Regions from separate parts of the Hordeum vulgare genome. Here region 2 is linked to region 1. A link is a contact called in public Hi-C data. All regions are on one chromosome and are shown on one strand. The core of a region is the stretch at or near the end of the contact, and the rest is flanking DNA. Distances in the headings are between cores, read along the strand shown.

Evidence for each region. A called contact is a pair of places that touch in the nucleus more often than the background predicts.
Region 2: a Hi-C map of seedling shows a contact between it and region 1, with 4 times the contacts expected there. The contact joins the enhancer-like site here to the promoter of LOC123398266 in region 1. A contact is called at or near these places in 2 of 6 Hi-C or Micro-C datasets (leaf and seedling).

The regions. Positions count from the first base shown.
Region 1 is chr5H:378,296,107-378,299,013 of MorexV3_pseudomolecules_assembly, reverse strand. It overlaps LOC123398266 (brassinosteroid LRR receptor kinase BRL1-like), which reads left to right and starts at 1,587. Exons shown (of 2, transcript XM_045092754.1): 1 at 1,587-1,936; 2 at 2,342-2,907. The coding sequence starts at 2,489.
Region 2 is chr5H:378,723,253-378,725,952 of MorexV3_pseudomolecules_assembly, reverse strand. LOC123399801 (bifunctional aspartokinase/homoserine dehydrogenase 2, chloroplastic) reads left to right here. Exons shown (of 19, transcript XM_045094183.1): 17 at 90-173; 18 at 262-354; 19 at 531-1,039. The coding sequence ends at 776. Among protein-coding and RNA genes, the nearest start is that of LOC123399801, 20 kb to the left of the region's middle. Within about 2 kb of position 1,337, at least 3 of the 3 cell types and tissues checked have open chromatin away from gene starts, as enhancers often do. A contact at or near this core is called in leaf and seedling, where this site is marked.

The DNA of each region.
Region 1 (2,907 bases), core at 338-2,837:
TTCTCGGCTTAGATAATATATTATTTTCTTACCAAATTTCACATGTATCTATAGATCATTTATATGTTGTTTTGGAAAACTTATAGTTACTATACCATGCTTATATGATCGTAGGATAAGGATATTTCTATTCATTATGGAAATGGTTTACTCAAACGAGCATACAAAATAGGTTTGAGTGAACGCTGGAATTCTTGTCATTTATTTTGCATGAAAAAAAGTTACATTACTCCATCATGTGGTAATCATCTTTACATAGATGGGGGATCGGACAAAATCCGTCGTACATGGCTCAAACCTACCATAATTAGCAAGGAAATGACTAACAATGTTCTGAATTCGACTGATGTGCAACACGTATCTTCCTTCCCTCTTGAAACATAAACTTCACCTCTTCGACTAGCATTATGTGATGAAAACTATCCACACTCACAAAAGATGGACTTCTCCGCCTCGAGCTAGTCCAAGTCCATGGTAACGGGAAGCGGTGAGCATTGTGACGCTTGGGAAAGGCCCTCCATGATCGCCGCATATCCATACTCTAGAGCATCAACGTAGGAACTGAGAGACAACGGGAGAAGAACATAATGTCTCCTAAGCATTCTGCGGCACGCTGAGGCATCCCACCAGATATAGGAATTATTGTTTCCAGGCATAGAAATTCTCATGAAACTAGACATAAAAATTTATGTGAAACCAATTTAAAAAATAAGCTCTCTTCTAAGTTTGTTGAGACTTCTAAATTAATTATTTCATAATTGGTTTAGAAGCCCCTGTGGGAAAAGCTAGAAAAGGGGCGGCTTACTGTTTAAGCTGCGAAAAGAACCGTCCCTATCCTTTTGATTCCCTAGATTTGAAAAATGCAAAAAAGAAGAAGCCAAAATTGCAATGTTAAATCCAACGCTAGCAGATTTTGTTTGCATTAAAGTTCATTTAGTTGCACCCAAAGAAAAACAGATAAATTGACTACATGATTGTATTCCCTGTAAAACGTAGTGCAAAGAATTCGTACAAAAAAAGTCCATATAAGATTTTGATTTTTGCGATAATAATTCGAACATAAGAATTCACAAGAAGTACAAAGCATCCCAAAAGTAATACATCGAGGGATCCAATGTACAAATAAGGCAACAACGTAGCAAAAGTCCCTAGGAACTCTGATCCTACAAAAAACGTTACAATTTCTACCGAATCAAAGAGGCCGATACATGGAGAAGCACCAGTAAAAGTTCCATTCAGAAACGCAGGATTCTTTTCCCCTCCAAAATGCCGCCACAGATTCGGAACCCCTGGTGCCCCAACGTGCTTGGGAGCAGGAGATGATGCCCAAAAGCCGGGCTCGCTCGCTCGGGGGAATCAAATCCCAACTTTGACCCGACTCGCTCGCTCGGACGCTGAGCCGAGACCCCCACACCCCCCGTGGGTGGGAAAGAAATAAAGAAGAGAAAATAAAAGTGAGCATTTCGAGCACCCAAACTGCTACGTATTTCCATGCAGCCCCTCGGCGAGGCCGATTAATATTTACTCACCCTTGGAAACGCGCCCCCTTCTCCCGCGGCGCGAATAAACAACTCGGCGCCCCCCTTCTTTTCGGGCGAAATTGCCGTCGCAAGCAAACAAGCCCCGTGGAGGCTGCTAAACTAATGGCGGTTGGGTAGTAGCCTGCCTCCGCGCCGGAGCGGAGCTCCGTCTCTCTCTCTCTCTACATCTCCCCTACTTAAATAGCCAAGCGTAGGCCTGTGTGTGCTTCCTCTGCTTCTGCTTCTGCTTCTCCCTCGTCTAATCTTCTTCCCTTGTCCTGGCCTGCGATTCCCGCGGCCGCTAGATTCTGCTCCAAACCACCTCTTCTCAGCCTGTGGGATTTCTTCCTCCGTTTCTTTCTTTCTTTCTTGATGAGGTTTCTGCTTCAGGCGCCGTACTTCTGCTCCTGGCCAAGGTGCGCGGCTCTCCTAATCTTCCCTTTTATTATGCTGCTTCTTGGCTTCGTTGCAGCCAATGTTTTGGCTGGGTTTTTGGTGGTTTGAAGCTTGAAATTGGACTTTTTTTTTTGGCCGGGTTGCTTGCAACATGTTTGTGTTTCGCGTCCGAATTGGAGCTTGTTTCTTAGTACTAGGATTCGTTTCATGGGTTCTATCACGTTTTGGGTTTTGGGGGTTTAGTGTGTTGAATTTGGCCAAGGAATTTTGCATTTGCTCCGGTTGTTCTTGCGTGCTTTCCCCTACCAAGATTCCTTGCCTTCTCTTTTTCTGTTCTTCGTATGTGCACGAGCAAATTGTGCTGCCAATTTGGGTGTGGAGTTTGTTTCCGTAGCCGATGAGCTCAAATTCCGGCGAATTTGCAGGGATATCGCGACCCAAATCTTCTCCATCGACATGTGAAGCCCACCCAACATCTCGAAAGCACACAACGGCCACCGCCGCCGCCGGCATCTCCGTTTTCCTCCTTGCAAGAATCGACGGCTGCAAATTGACCCGGAGGACTCGAAGCCATGTCGTCCTCCCCGCCCTTCACGGCGGCCTTCTTCTTCTTCTTGCTCGTGCTGCTCCGGCTGCTGGCGCCCGCCATTGCCGAAGCCGGCGAGGCGGCGGCGCTGCTCGCCTTCAGGCGCGCGTCCGTGGTGGACGACCCGCGCGGCGCTCTCACGAGCTGGGCGTCCGGGGCCGCCGCAAACTCCACGGCGCCCTGCTCGTGGACCGGCGTCTTGTGCGCGCCGCCGCTCGACGGCCGGGTCGTCGCCGTCAACCTCAGCGGCATGGACCTCGCCGGCGACCTTCGGTTCGGCGCGCTCTTCGCGCTCCCGGCGCTGCAGCGTCTCGACCTGCGCGGCAATGCCTTCTACGGCAACCTCTCGCACGCGCCGCCGCCGTCGTCGTCGTGCGCGCTCGTGGAGGTGGACATATCGTCGAA
Region 2 (2,700 bases), core at 88-2,587, 430 kb before region 1:
TTGTCCCAGTCTTTAGAAACTTATGTTTTCCATTATTTTTTTTGTTAATTGTTCATCAAAATTTGTTGCCTTTTGGTTTGGATGAGCAGGTCATTATCCTTGCAAGGGAGTCTGGTTTGAGACTTGAGCTTTCAGATATCCCGGTAGAGAGCCTTGTGCCAGAGGCACTTAAGGTAAGGACTGGTTAAGTCTTATTCATAATAGCCAATACCTTGTTACGCATTTACAGCTTTACACTTGCTAACTGGGTTCGCCATGCAGTCATGCTCGTCGCCAAATGAATTCATGCAAAAGCTACCATCATTTGACCAGGATTGGGCCAGACAGCGCCATGAGGCTGAGGCTGCAGGCGAAGTGAGTAAAACCTGTTCCACTTTCTTGAAGCCCCCATGTTTGATTCAACTCGTAGCATGTGACTATAACCAGAATTGTTCAAATTCCCAAATCTAAATTGCCCACTGCATTCCATCTACTCTGGATGTTCTCCAAAATTTATTGAGTAGAGGTGATTGAGTTTTTTTAACCTGAAGGTACTGCGGTACGTCGGAGTGGTGGACGTGCTGAACGGGAAGGGAAGGGTAGAACTGCAGAGGTACAAGAGAGACCACCCATTCGCTCAGCTATCTGGATCCGACAACATCATCGCCTTCACTACTTCGAGGTACAAGGAGCAGCCACTGATCGTGCGCGGGCCAGGCGCGGGCGCGGAGGTGACTGCCGGAGGCGTCTTCTGCGACATCCTGCGGCTGGCGTCCTACCTCGGCGCCCCCTCATAGATATCTGTGACTGTATTGATAGATTTTCTGAGGTAGATGGCCGGCAACTTGTACCCTTCTTGCACAATATTGGACTTGGTAGTCTTTTGTTCTGAATACTTGCGAGGAAAACAAATAAGATGTTTTGTTTTGTTTGCCAGTGTGCTGTTCCTTGGTAGGGGGTGTAGGGATCAGGTGTTTTGTTTTGTTTTGTTTGCCACCCATGGCAGAACTGTTACCGAATTATCAGTGCAATAATAAAAAAGGGAATGCCTCTTCTACAACTGACGGCCTTGGTGTTTTGCTATTGGCCTTTTCAACTTAATGCAAGCAAGTGCTAGCTCTGCGTTTTAGATAGAGATATATAATCAAATATCTGTAACTGCGAGTGGGGGAGGTGAGTTAACTTGCTTACCCTCATTTTCTTCGTGCCTAAAAGCTACTATTCTGTAAATTAAACAACACAAATAAAACTGACCTCAAAAGTATACAAGAGCCACATGAGCCGACAGCTACAGCAAATGGAGGCCTGATAAAGAGTGGAGCAAACTAGGTTTTTTTTTTTTAGGATGGGTACCTAGTGAAGAGACCTCCTATTCTACGCCTTCAACACCGGAAAAGTGGGATGGCGCTCACGTGCGTCCCAGGCGGGCTGCGACCCAACAACGCCTGCTTGGGAGCTGAGCCGGAAAACCCTTTGCTTCGAATAGGCGGGCAAACGCACAAGAAATGCAAGCAACGAAGAGGTTTGGGCCGCTCCGTTAGCACTTTCACCGATCCCGGTTTTAGGAACCTTCTAGAGGTTTCCAGTCGATTTTTTCTGATTTTGGGAACTTTCTAGAAGATTCCCTGAAACGTTTTTTCTTTCCTTTTTTATTTATTCTTTTTTGTTTCTGTTTCTAAAATGTTTTGGATTTTCAAAAAATGTTCCGGAATTTGAAAAAATGTTTCGAAATTTAAAGAAATGGTTTGGAATTTGAAGAAATGCTCCACAATTTGGAATCTGTTTCGGAATTTGAATTTTTTTTCCGGAATTTGAAAAATGTTCTGGAATTTTAAAAAGTTCCAGAATTTGAAAAGTTGTTCAAGAATTTCAAAAAAATGTTCCAGAATTTGAAAAAATGTTCATTTTTAAAAAGCGTTCCATAATTTTAAAAAATGTTCCAAAATTTGAAAAAATGTTCTGGATTTTTTATCAAAATGTTTCGATTTTTTTTAAATGTATCGAAATTTGAAAAACTGTTCCGAAATTTGAAAAATATTCCAGAATTTGAAAAAAATGGAAAAACAATTTTTAGATTTTTTGAAACTAAAAAATAATTTGGCCGGCCCAGTTGGGGACGAGCAGAAGGTGTGCTGGCCCAGCAGCACGGACGCGATCGCTACATCATGGGCCGACCCAGTCTGGGTTCACTGCGTGCGTCAGGGGGCTGTTTGGCGCAAAATGCGTCAACTAGGAGCGCTTAGCTGAGCCTCTCCAAGGGTCACACCGAAAACACACCATTTGTTTTTTTTTTGGATTTTTTCCTTTTTATGCATTTTAGGCTTTAAGATTTTTTCCCCTGTTTTGGTTTCCCTAGGATTTGGAACAGCTTTTTTAAATAAAAAATGGTGTTTTTTCTCCTGCGAGAGACACGGATTTGCCATCGCGAAAGACACAGTCGTGTCTCTAGGAAAAGGAAAATAAAACGCATTCCTCCCTTCCGCGAGAGGCATATATTTGCTTTCCGTGGTGGCACAAATTTGCTTCCGCGAGAGACACGGTCATGCCTCTCAGAAAATGATTTTCTTTATCTTTCGAGAGAGACATAGATTCGCTTCTCGTGGATACACAGATTTGCTACTACGAAAGACACAATCCCGTCTCTCAAAAAACCGCACTTCTTTGTTTCCCTCTTCTGCGAGAGGCATAGTCTATAAGTAAGAGTGCCGAACCCAACGAGGA